Linked DNA regions of Triticum aestivum: region 2 is linked to region 1. A link is a contact called in public HiCAR-type data. All regions are on one chromosome and are shown on one strand. The core of a region is the stretch at or near the end of the contact, and the rest is flanking DNA. Distances in the headings are between cores, read along the strand shown. Region 1 has its middle 10 kb from the start of LOC123050226. Region 2 has its middle 17 kb from the start of LOC100136986.

What was found. HiCAR-type assays count read pairs that join an accessible place to other places.
Region 2: a contact with region 1 is called in a HiCAR-type map of leaf, with 3 times the contacts expected there. The contact joins two enhancer-like sites. A contact is called at or near these places in 1 of 5 Hi-C or Micro-C datasets (an unstated tissue) and 1 of 1 datasets of contacts at active chromatin or transcription factors (leaf).

The regions. Positions count from the first base shown.
Region 1 is chr2D:592,502,439-592,509,207 of IWGSC CS RefSeq v2.1, forward strand. No RefSeq gene overlaps it. Among protein-coding and RNA genes, the nearest start is that of LOC123050226, 10 kb to the left of the region's middle. Within about 2 kb of position 2,888, at least 6 of the 8 cell types and tissues checked have an H3K27ac peak or open chromatin away from gene starts, as enhancers often do. A contact at or near this core is called in leaf, where this site is marked.
Region 2 is chr2D:592,666,705-592,673,508 of IWGSC CS RefSeq v2.1, forward strand. No RefSeq gene overlaps it. Among protein-coding and RNA genes, the nearest start is that of LOC100136986, 17 kb to the left of the region's middle. Within about 2 kb of position 3,602, at least 1 of the 8 cell types and tissues checked has an H3K27ac peak or open chromatin away from gene starts, as enhancers often do. A contact at or near this core is called in leaf, where this site is marked.

The DNA of each region.
Region 1 (6,769 bases), core at 1,638-4,137:
TTTTTATTTTTGATGTGTTTCTCGCCAAAGCAAATATGTGCCTTCACGAGAAGCAAATTTGTGTTTCTTGTGGAAACACATGCTTTTTTTTTTTTTCTGATAAGCATAGTTGTGCTTCTCGCGGAAGAAAATTTGTTCATCCACGAGAAGCAAATTTGTGCTTCTTGTGGAAGCACATGTTTCTTTTCTAAATTGTGCTTTGCGGAAAGAAATCTATGCTTACACGAGAAGCATGTGAAAGCACAACTTTTTTCCTTTTCAAAAAGCACAATTGTGCTTCTTGGAAGTAAATATGTGCCTCCACGAGAAGCAAATTTGTGCTTCTCGTGAATGCATAGAAATGTTTCATTTCTGAGAAGCACATCTGTGCTTCTTGAGGAAGCAAATATGTGCCTCCACGAGAAGCCAATCTGTGCCTCTTGTGGAAGCATAATTTTTTCTCATGTGCTTCTTGCGGATGCAAATCAGTGCCTTCACGAGAAGCAAACATGTGCTTCTCATGAAAGCACATATATTTTTCCTTTTACGGGAAGCACATCTGTGCTTCACATGAAAACAAATTTGTGCCTCCATGACAAGCAAATATGCGTTTCTCGTAGAAGCACAATTTTTTTCCAAGCAAAAAAAAATCCTAAACTATTCTCTTCAAAACCTAGGGAAAACCAAAAGGCCGGGAAATTCTCTCTAAGACCCTCATCTAAAACCCGAAAACAAGTACACAAAATAATTAAAAAAACCCAGAGGAAGCCCCCAGCATGTGATATGTGGTGGCGGTTAGACGCACCACTTGGCGTGCTCCTAGGGCACCAAAAAGGACCCCTGAAGGTCCATCGCAAGAGGCAACCTCAAATTAGTTGACATATTTTTTAGGGGTATTAGTTGACCTCTCCTAATTGCTGCCCTATGCGCCCGTTGAGGAATTGGCGTTTACGCACCATCCCGCTTATGGACCGGCCCAATACAATGTTTCGAGCGCTGGATTTGTTCATGGATCTATTGCTAATCAAAGAAAAGCTTTCAGGTTTGCTTGGTTCCCAATTGACCGGTCGCTATTGACCGTCGACCGAGGCCTATGTTGATTGTTGACTTTACAGAAAAATTCATAAAATTCAAAAACAAATACTAAAAATAGAAAGTTTACGAATTTAAAAAATTCAAAAATTAGATTTCATACTTTGAAAAAGAAATCATGAATCTGATTTATTTTTACAAATTTGAAAAAAATCATGAATTTGAAAAGTAATTCATGAATCTGAAAAAGGTTACTGATTTGTTAAAAATTTCAGAAAAACCAAGAAAAAGTTCATGTGTTTTGAAAAATAGTGAATTTGGAAAAAGTCCTTTGATTTTGAAAAAAAATCGGATTCAATAAGTTCATGAATTTGAAAAAAGGTCGCATATTTGTGGTTAAAAAGTTCAGAAATTAGAAAAAGTTCACGAATTGAAGGAAAAGTGTTCACAAAAATTCATAAAACTTCACCAATTTGAAAAAGTTCACTTATTTAAAAAAAATAAAAAACTGAACAAAAGCAAACCAAAACAAACAAAAATAAAATAAAATCCTCGCCTGAAGCTTCCGAAAACCGGCTTAGAATCTTCGTGTAGCTCCCCAAAACCAGCGATCGAATATATCAAGTACGTTTGAATGGGCTAGCCCACAAAGAATCGATCGGAGGTAGGGAGGGAGGGGAGGGGTGCGCCAGGTTGTGGTTTTAGCGCCGAATATGAATTGGGTTTTCTCCCATGGAACTCGTTCCCATTTTCTAGTCTCCGTGGAGGGACTAAAACTAGCTCTTAACATTGGGTGCGATGCGATCTTCATTCAAATGGATTATCTGGTTGTTGTTGAAGCGCTTAAACTCAACACAGGATATTTCATGATCTCAACACCAATTCTTGATGAATGTAGTAGTTTGATAGATGACTTGGGAAAGGTTTTTATTGAGCAATGTAATAAAGAATCAAATAATGTAGCTCACGTGTTAGCCGTGGCTTTGTACGCACTTTAGATCTCAGCATAGCGTCAGAGACAGCCCAGACCTACATGCTACAGCTGCAGAGCGGGGATTAGCCTCCTTGGCCCCTGAGAAAAATTGCTTGTGACTGCTTCCTGATAATGTCCGCGAAATGATACTAAAATGCTGGAACGATCCTGATCCTGTAATGAACGGTGACCTCGTCGCGAGAAGCATTTTCATCTGTGAGACGAGAAATGGAATCGACTAGTTCGTCTGCATGATGATGTTGGATCAGCATGCGAGAAAAGCAAATGCTCAGTTTGCACGCTGTTGCTTTACCCTTGCATGTCCTCCGTTTGGGAAAAGAGAAAAATAAATTACATACAGAAGTAGTAGTACACGAACAGCTTTCTTCCAGATTTCGTAGTTACTACGTACGTACTACTTTTCGTCTCGGACTGCACCGAGGATGATTACAGGGCCCTGGTTGTTACAGTACAGAAGCGTGGAAACTGATTGGTGGAAGAGTGCCCAAGCTGGTTGAGCCGAACCATTCCACCCCACGCTCCACAACAACTCAACCACGCAGCCACACAGCAGGCTATCTTCGATTCGGAAGATCGGGATGGGACGACGACGGGTCAGGTCAAACGGCGTGCGTGTTTAATTTTCAGCCAGTGGAACACGCGCGCAGTATTTCCGTTTCCACGAAACGGCCGGGATGGTCCAGACCCCAGAGAGAGCATGCCGTTCTGGAATTCTTCTCCGCGCGTTGGAACATTCAGCCGAGCTGACCGTGACGGCTTTGGCCCATGCCCGTTGGAAGATTAAAGGAACAGTAGGCAATAGCAGTTGCGCAGGTGCGTTGCTGTGTCAATCAATTAAGCGATGGCAGACCGAGGAAGTTGGTGAGAAGCGGGCCGAGGATGGAACCGGGTACCCGCGCTCAGTCCACACTCGACAGACAGCGAGCGGGCGAATGCTGGTACTAGTACTGTATATGCGTGCGGTCGGGTTCGATTTGCCACGAGCATCATCCGTGGATTTTTCTCTGAGTTAGAGTGAGCGATGTGGCGTGGATAAGACATGGCACGAGGAGCACGAGTATGTGTCCCTTTCTTAATAGTCTTCCCCTGTGCGGCCCATCATCCCTGACTGATCATAATTTAAGTCTCCACCTCAGCCTGTAATTTAAGTCTCCGTGGATTTTTCTCTGACTTAGAGCATCTTCGCCGTTGGCCCCCAGTAGGCATAAAAATCGTTGTCTGAGGCGAGCCGGCAGTACAATCGGCGCTGGGGCAGTTGGGCATCCAGCCGTCGTCCCCAGGCGCCGATATTGGCCCAGTTTTCGGCCCACTTTCAGCGAATAAAGGCCCCATGTGGGCGAGAATCGGCCCATATTCGTCGTGGTTCGGCGTTGAATTCTTAACATAAATATCTTTTTTATCACATAGTTCATCACAGAAAATCAAATAGTTCAACAAAATAGTGGAACAACAAATAGTTCAATACAAATTATATAGTTCAACAAATAAAAACTCATATTTCATCACACGTCGATCCCGGCGTTGCCCCTGAGCCTTCATAGGTGCTCCACCAGATCCTGCTGCAGTTGATGATGCACCTGTGGGTCTCGGATCTCCTGACACATACTGAGGCAGGCAGTCCAGGTTGCCGGTAGCTGGTGATCAACTTCGGCTAGAGGACCCTGCCTGTAGTATGGTTCAGTGTCAAACACTTGTCTCTTCCTACTCGCTCTCGATGATCATGTTGTGCAAGATGACACAGCAAGTCATGATCTCCCACATTTGATCTTTCGACCAGGTCTGAGTAGGGTACCGGACAACAGCAAATCGAGATTGGGGCACACCAAATGCCCGCTCGACATCCTTCCTGCAAGCCTCCTGCACCTTGGCAAAGCGGGACTTCTTGCCTCCTAGCACAATGTTTGAGATAGTCTTCACAAATGTAGACCATCTCGGATAGATGCCATCAGCTAGGTAGTACCCCTTGTTGTAGTGCCGCCCGTTGACCTCGAAGTTCACCGGAGGAGAATGACCTTCAACAAGCTTGGCAAAGATAGGGGAGCACTGCAGCACGTTGATGTCATTGTGAGTTCCTGGCATATCAAAGAAGGAGTGCCAAATCCAGAGGTCCTGTGTGGCCACCGCCTCAAGTACCACACTGCAACCGCCTTTGGCACCTTTGTACATCCCCTGCCAAGCAAATGGGCAGTTCTTCCATTTCCAATGCATGCAGTCGATGCTTCCAAGCATCCCAGGAAATTCTCTTGCTGCATTCTGTGCTAGGATCCGAGCAGTGTCTTCCGCATTGGGTGTTCGCAAGTATTGTGGTCCAAACACTGCGACCACTGCCCGACAAAATTTGTACAAACACTTAATGGCGATGGACTCGACCATGCGCTCATAGTCGTCGAGTGAATCACCGGGAGCTCCGTATGCAAGCATCCCCATTGCTGTCGTGCACTTCTGGATCGAGGTGAATCCAAGTTTGCCGGTGCAATCCATCTTGCACTTGAAGTAGTTGTCGAACTCCCGGATGTAATTCACAATCCTGAGGAAGAGCTATCGGCTCATCCGATAACGGCGCTGAAATGTTTTGTCGCCGTGCAGTGGAGCATCGACGAAGTAGTCGGAGTACAGCATGTAGTAGCCTTTGAGACGATGCCGGTTCTTTGCTTTCATCCGCCCCGGCGCCGAGCCACCTCGGCGCGGCTTTTCATTGCTCGCCAGCAGGGCGGCGAGGACCATGAGATGTTCCTCTTCCTGGACGTCGGCCTCGGCTTCCTCCTCCAGCAGCGCGGCGAGCGCTTCCTCGTCGTCCGAGTCCATTGCCAAGTGAGCGATGTGGGCGCATGGCACGAGGGGCACGAGGATGTGTCCCTTTCTTAATAACCTTCCCCTATGCGGCCCATCTTCCCTGACTGATCATAAGTCTCTACCTCATCCTGTAATTTATCTACAATACTCCCCTTCCATGTATATAAGGCCTAACGCGTTTTTCGAGATTAATTTTGACCACATGTTAGAGCAAGACATGCAAGTTACACAAAGCACATTATCAAATTCGTACGTGCAAGGAGCTTCTAGTGATATAATTTTCACATTATACCTTTCATATATTATTAATCTTATCAATAGTCAATGGCAACCTCAAAAAATGTATTAGGCTCTATATATGTGGAAGGAGAATGTAGTAAAAAAACTGCCGGTAGAAAAAGTATATTTTTTTTTCATAATCATCACTCTCTAAGTCTCTAGCCGCCTGAAATTTCCGAGAGCATATACTATTTGGCATTTCTTTTCTTGGGAAAGAGAAAGATCAGCGCAGCATAAGTTCAAACGCTGGACTGTTCAACCGCGTGGTTTAGAAAAAGATTGAAGCCAGATATGATAAACATATTCTTTAGCTGGACTCGTTCCTTCGTGGAATTGGCGAGTTGCTTCCTCAATAGCAGCTAGAAATTCCTTAGGCCTCCTTTGGTTCTGAAGATAGGAATGTCATAGCAATAGAAAAAGCGTAGAAAGTGAGATGACACATAACTCAATTCCTATACGAAAAGAGATGTCATTTGATACATGAAATATAATCTCTTTTTATTAAGTCTAGACTAATGTTCCTATTCAGCATAGGAATAGAAATCAATTGCTACAAACTAAATGATTTCAAAGGAATTTTCCTTTGAAAAACCTACTCTACAGAATTCCAACGAAAATCCAAAAGGAGGCCTTAATGGTGCAAGAGCGGAACCAATTTATCTCCCTCGCGAGAGCAAGAGGATGCCTTATTATCATGAACAACGTCTGCCCTTCCTCATGATTATGCAACCCAATAATCATATATAGTTTGAACAAAGCAATCATGAGTGCAGGAAGATAAAAAGTTTTTTCTCTACATGCATTCAAACTGCATTTGCATAAAATTTGTATGTTCATGCACGGATTTTTCTACTATGGTACACACATGGACTAAGTAGTCACCGCCATGCATTTTTCTGGGAACGTAAGCATCAACCTGACTTTATAGATAAGGAGCCCATTAGACCTTGTACAATGCTAGGTGCTTAGGAAGATGCTTAGAAAAATAAATCGAGTTTTTCTGAAGCACCAGTGTCTATTTCTACAAAAAAAACGCCTAATTAAGCGTCTATCCTGTACAAATAAGTACCGGTGCTTAAGGAAAGTCTGGTTTATTTCTCCAAGCACCTCTCCAAAGCACCTTGCATTGTACAAGGCCTAACAAGGCCAAGTAGAGCCAAAAAGTGGGGCGGGGAGTCTCTTTTCGAGTAGCCTTTGGTGACTGGATACGAAGTACAAGCGTTGACTAGGTGAAAGGTATGGCTATACAACGGTGGCGGTAACTGTAACACCCCGATTTTGTCCTTTTCTTTTTCTTTTTGATTTCTTTGGTTTTTGTCGGCGTTTTGGGAACGGGGTCCCCAGACTTGCCTGTCTGCGGCCCACGGCGTGGCTATGCGAGCAGGCCTGTACGTCCCATCTTCATCAACAAGGCGTTCAAGACCCTCGCGAGGCGAGCGACGCAAGACCTCCTCAGGAGCGGCCTCGCCAGGCAGGCTCACGAGGAGCGGAGATATCAAGGCGGGGCAAACCTCGCGAGGCTCTCGTGACGTGAGCCATGACGGTCGGGATCAGGCGGGCGCCAGCGCGCGCAGCGTCCTTGTTTCCTCTTTGGTGCCAAGGGGGCAAGCACAGGCGCGAAGTACCGAGGCATCAAGCAAAGGTTTCCATATCAGTGCAACGAGACCAAGACCATGAGGACAACAAGACGAA
Region 2 (6,804 bases), core at 2,352-4,851, 160 kb after region 1:
CGTCGATGTAGCTTGGCACCGCCTCCGAAAAGGAGTGTAATATCCTCGCAGGCAGCCAAAAAAGACACTGAACTCTGCCCAAAAGCGCAAGCGTCGTGGATCCAGGACGACTCGCGACTCAAAGGTGAAGGCGATGCTGAGTCAATGTTCACTCGCGAACACGTCACCGTGTAGCCTCGGCATCGAGTGTGATACACAGGACACGTTGAAGGAGCCTTGCCGAGAGCGTGATACGCAAGACACACAGGCGAAGTCTTTTGGGAACCCGAAACTCCACAGGCCTGGGAGGACCCCGTTAGGACACGTGGTGGCAATGGGGTGCCCTAGGTCGACCTAATGTCCTCTTGGGTCTCATGGATCGCTGGCCTAGGAGGACCCCGTCAGGACACGAAGGACGAGGAAGAACAAGTGCAAGGTAGAAGGAAAAGATAAAAGTGGTAGGTTGGTTTATTGATTCTGTGTTGTTCAATCAGCCATCGCCTTTCATCTATTCATGAGGCGGCTGTACTTCCCATACAAGAAAATAACTTCAAATTCTGTTCAAATCTTTTGAAAACTAATCAAACTCGGATTACACGTGGGTTTGAAACAACAATTTGGTTTTTGAGACCCACAGGCCGCACAAATGGAGATGGCTCCAAAAGAAAATTTATCCATTTCAACAAATATTTTTCAACTCGATGTCGTCTTGGGGGTCGAATACCTAACGACATGTCTAAGACATGTATCAAACAATGTATGAGACCAGGAGAATGTTTTCTTAGCTTTGGAAGTTGCATATGAGCTCGGATGAAGATGACCCAAAAATTAAAGTTTTATGTATTGACTATGCCAACAATGTTCATGTAGAGCACTTTCCATTTTATGACGTTTTGGGGGCGTAATATGGCGAGCAACACCCCGAGCACCAACTCCTGAGCAGAGCTTCCCCATGCATCAGCACGCTCGAGCACTGTTTTGGCTCATTAATATCTATTTTGATCATCTCTTATCATATTATACCTTTGAGCCGCTCTTTGCAAAGATGACTTCCAATCATAAAATTGACTTCATCATGTTATACCTTTGAGCCGCTCTTTGCAATCATGCATTTTTTAGCGTCAACTGCCGAGGGATGTACTTTTGTAGCTTTTACCGTGTCTGCCACCTAAGGAAGGGGCGAGAGAGGACGACCAGCCTTGACCATTGATCTGAAGAGCACTTCGACACCGCCGCTACAACCTCGGTCCCACTGACTGGGAGATTAAATCGTGCACCCAAATGCAAGATCCAGCCGCCGCACAGAAGAGCTCCGAGATCTGTCCATGATCAGGAGGGAAACCGTCGAATTTTATGAGGATTTGGGGCACACCTATCCGATGCCGCAACATTGTCGAAGCAACATCGCACGCTCGAGCACTTCTGAACACATAGGAGAGGAGTCGCCGCCGGATGGGAGAACGCCAAGAGAATTGTCTCTCTCTTTTTCTTAGATACAAAAAGTTATGTATAAAAACTTTATACGTCGCATCACAACGCGATGTCCTCTTTTCATATTTGTCAGTGTGTTTGACAATTATGGGATTTTTATAAATGGAGGAGGACCCCCGGCCTCTACATCTGGACGATGCATGCAGCCACTTTATTAATTATTCACACAAGACTTTACAAACTCATTCAACAATAAGACTGAAGACACCGTCTAGACAACAAAAGTGTCGCTACTCCTATCCAATTGATGAAGTGATGCTGATAGTCTGGGCCTAATACGAAACAGACCTCGCAGCCAAACCTAACATCTAAGACCTGAGGTCCCAACCAGGACGCCTGCCGGGTATGGGCACCCACCAGTCCGGCGTGCTCCTCAACCAGGACGTCTGCCAGGTATGAGGCCGCCGTAGCCACCTGCCACCAATCCATCTTCAGAGCTGTACTGTTGCATGAACGTTGCCCGGTCTAACTGCCGCCGACGCCACCACGACGCCAGACAGCGTCGACCTCCTGCGCGAGTCCATCATCGCACATCAGACGCCTAATCTCCAGAGCGCCATGCCATCGAGATCCGACACCAACAATGTGTGCGATGAAGCACCGCTCCTCCTCTTGTCACCTCCAGCCATCACTTGCTCCAAAACGATGCCCCCATGAGGGAAAGCGCTACTAAGAACGCCATCATCGTCCGATCCGGGAGACCCAGATCTAGGGTTTCCCCTGGAGCATCCCGAGCCCGATGACGCCAACTGCGACAACGATGCCTCGACAAGGAAACGACATCAAAGACGCCGCCATCGTTCGCCATGACCGTAGTCGGCGCGATTTTCATCGGCAGTTGCGCCACCGGGCGTACGGCGCCGGCCTCGCTGGTTCCTTCGACCGTAGCAAACTCCAAAACGATGCCCTGAAGAGGGACTACGGCGCAAGAGCACCATCATCGCTCGATCCCATGGAGATCTAGGGTTTTCCCCGGAGTTGCCCGGGTTGTCAAGGACCAGACAAAGATGCCGACGTGTCGCACTTGCCATCGCGTCGACCATGACCCGGAGACCAAGCTCACGCCTAAGCCCAGATCTGGCCGCGCCGCCGCCGATCTGGTCACGCCGCCGTCGTCCATGGCGACCGTGGCGCCCCACATTTTGAAGCCGCCTGCCATGGGGAATGGGATCGCCGGAGCGCCGCCAGCCCCCGTCGTGACGTCCGGCCGGACGCCACGCTCCGGCCCGGGGGCGCCGGCCCGCGCCAGCTCCTCACGAGCGGGAGGGCACCTAGTCCCCGCCGCCGCCGGCAACGGTAAGGCTTTGCCTGGCCGCGCCCTTGGGCGGCGGCGAGGGAGGAGGACGACGAGAGGGGGAGTCGGGGACGACGGGATCTGGAGGCCTCCCAGCCGCCGCACAGGGGCGACTCGGGAGGGACGGGAGGAACGGGAATCTTGAGTTAACAAATGATGGAGGTCGTATAACTGTCCATATCGTGGGATTATAGAAGCTAGTACGTGGTAGTAGTATTTTGTGTAAGGAAAGAGGCTCAGGCTACTGCTGTATGCTACTGTAGTTTGGTTTGTGATTAAGATTGTCAAAGGTTGTCACATTAAGATTAGGCTAGGTTTGATCAACTTAGATGAGTGTTCGGTTCAAACTACATCTTACGTAAAGCCATACTAGGGCCTCACATGATATACACATAAAATGTGTGGCAAGATTCACTTAGGCTTGCCAACTTGTGTCTCTCATTTGTTGAATTAATCTTAGACAATCTTGGCAAAAATGTGTGGCAAAATATAACAATGCATGGCCTAAAACCAAACCGCCCCAAATTCCAACCCCAGCCAAGCATTGAGATAGACCAGCAAGATCTTTCATTATTGGAATTCGCAGAAACTTCCGAGTCACACTCACTTGCTCCCACCGGTCTCAAGTCTTGATCAGGCACACGCACGTAGTGGTAGTAGTACATCCGACCGATTAATTGGAATGGATCGAACCGCGAGCGGCGCGTAGAGCGGTCGTACGTGTTCATCCAGTGAGATTAGTCAGCAAAGACACTTAATTCGCTACGACTTATCTGCGTGCAGACGAAAAATGTTTGGTGAGTCAAGGATGCAGGGAAGAACATGTCACATGTGACTAGTAGAACGCGAGGTCGCCATCTGTCTGACACCGGACTGATCCTGGAACAGTAGGATGCATGCGCCCACGCACGAATAGTCGCGCGCAAGTTGGAGGACTCGATCAGGAAATTACGAGGAAACGTGAGTGCGGTTTGTCTCGGGTCTTGGTTTTTTCCGGACGCAGCTCTCAGTCGGCTGGGCTTACGAAGGCGATGTCTTGCGCTGAAGGTGATCGTTTCACGATTTGGCGGCTAGAGCTGCGGCCCTGAACGAGAGACTGGTAGCATGTTTTCGAATTGATTCAGCGGGTTAGACTGCAGATGGCATGCCTTCATGGGGATTTAGCGTAGCAAAAATGCATCGAAGGCCTCTAGCGTTATGAGAGCTTACGCAATAACTTCAATATTTTATCGTGTTCTCGAGGTTATTTAGAGGTTTAGATCTTGAATTGCTTGTTTTCATGGGAATTTAGCACAAATATGTCTTTTTTTGGTGTTCTTAGTCCACCAACATGATTACGAGGAGATTTTAGTGTTACTAGTACATATGTCCGCGCGTTGTAACGGGAGAGAATTGTTTTTATGAGAGACAACGAGAGAGATAATTGATGTGTCCATAAAAAACGGCGCCCGCGGCGAGGAGCTGCGGTCTTCTCTTGACTCGTGTGTTTTCCTCTGAGATCTTGATAATGGTGGGGTTTGTCGGCGTGACGGCGACCACCCAACTAGTGTCTTTTTTTTCCTCTGGGTACACCTTTGTCTTCGGGTTGTGGCAGCCCGGCGACCTTCGCGGCACGGTTGCTTCGAGCACTCTCTCATACAACAGCGTATCTGGATGGATTGCTAACCGTAGCGAATAAATCTCATTTCATTAGCATATTCTTTTTTTGAACACAGTACAGACGCAAGCGCTCATATACACGCGCATACACTTATCCCTATGAACGCACACACGCACACCCTACCCCTATGAGCACCTCCGAAAGACTGAGCCGGCATATCATCTTGAACTTTACGAAGTCGCCGTAGGCACCTCGTCGTCGACGAGAACGTCTCCTCCCACTGAATGCGCATCGCCGGAAATTCTAAAATAAATCCAAGGATAAATGCGAGCAACAGGACTTGAACCCTGGTGGGCTGGGGATACCACAGTACCTCTAGCATATTTAGCGCACAAACATACATAAATGTCCTTTCTTTATAAGGATTTATCTCGGCCAGCTCACTGGCAGGCACCGAAACGGCCTGTATTTGTAAGCCATTAGTACAAAAATAAAAAAAAGGTGCGTTAAAGATCAAACTCACGACTTCAAAGACCCGATCATGTCCTGCTAGCCATTCGAACAAACACGTCCTGCTAATCCATGTCCAGCGTGAATATTTAAGAACATACCGCACTGTAAGATTCGGAATATTTTCTTTATTTTTGTTGATTCTTTTTTAACTTTTCAAAATAAAAAAATAACTATGAATTATCGAATTTTTAGAAACATGAAGATTTTTATAAAACCCAAACAATTTTTAAAAATGCAATTTTTTTTTGAAAATTCTGTACATTTTTGGAAAAGCATGAACAAAATTCTAAATGATATTTTTTTTGAAATAAACATACCTTTTTTTGAAAACATGCATGTTTCATAAACAAGATGAACACTTTTTGTATTTGTGAACAATTATTCAAACTGCAAGTATGTTTTGAACATTCAGAACAATTTTAGAAAATGCTTTTTAAATGCGAACATTTTTTAATATTTCATGAAAACATGATTTTTTTCGAATTTGAAAAAAATAAATGCCTTTTATAAATTTTCGATTTTTTAAGAAAATGCAAATATTTCCTTAAAATGATGACATTTTTTGAATTTAAAAAAATCTGAAGAAACAAAAAAATTAAAGTTCTAAATATTTTTTGAATAGACATTTTTTGGAATTCTGAAAAATTTCTGAAAACTTGAATAAAATTTGAAATTATGAATTATTTACTAAAATATAGAATTTAAAAAACAAGAAAAGAAAATAAACTTGCAAGGAAAACAAGAAACTGTAAAGAAAAAAAAAGAAAGGAACATAAATAGAGAAATAGACAACAACACATAAAAACCGAAAACGGGTCGGCCTAGTCTTAGGCGCCCGTGCGAATCTTCGATTATTTGACGAAAATAAGTGGGCTGTCTTGACTGAGCCACAGCGTGCGCAGCCCACGTAAGAAATTCTTGACAAGCCATTTTTTCATTTATAGCAGACGGACATGCAAAAATTTATTACCACCTCGGACAGATTTTTTTTTCTTTCCGACGGTGAGCGGACCAAAAATCAGAGAAACACGCCTCCCTTTGATATTAGGTATACAATGGAATGATCAGAAATTATTTTTAATTATGGTCAGGGCATCTTTTATTCTTATCTTTTCCTTTACATTTTTGCGAAGAGGAGCTCAAATCTATATTGAAATTTTGAAGTGGTACAACAACCTAGAAAGAAAGGAAATTACAACTGAATCCCTAGGAACAGATCCAACAACTGATCAGCACGAGACGAGGGCGTACCGTCGTCGCCACTGCCGACGCTCCCTTCCAGAGCCGGCGAGAATCCTTGGACATGCGCACGATCTATTGACAAACGGGAAGTCTCCATCTTCGTTCTAAACGGAACAGCACGTTGGAGCGACGATGGATCCAATGGCGGAGCTATGTGTATAGGCGAGGGGGTTGTGCCCCCCCCCCCCCCAACCCAACACAAATTCCTGAAGGAAATTTTTTTAGGGGGGTATAATTAGAACAAAGTATTCTCATTAGCCCCTACAACACATGTATACTTTGCTTCTGCGCCCCCTCCCCCCGCCCGACATTGCAGTCAAGCTCCACCACTGGATGGATCAGCATAGCACCACCACAAGCAGCTGCAAACAACCGACCCAAACAAGCAGATCCGAAGCCCAGAAACTCCTGACCGCAAAGTCGCTGGACGACGAGCAACCGTTGCCTACAGCACCAAGCACAACCCTCCATAGCAAGCACAAAGCACAGCTCACCACGGCAAAGACGAGGGCGGGGGACAAAAACTCCATCAGCGCGACGTCGCTTCCACCACAGCAGCCTCGCCTGGAGAAACACCGACTCGACGGATCCGCAGATCTCCAAGCCCACAACGCCGAAAACACTTTGATTTCGCCACGCATGGCTTTGCCGAGATGGGGTAAAAATTCCAACACCTTTATTCCAC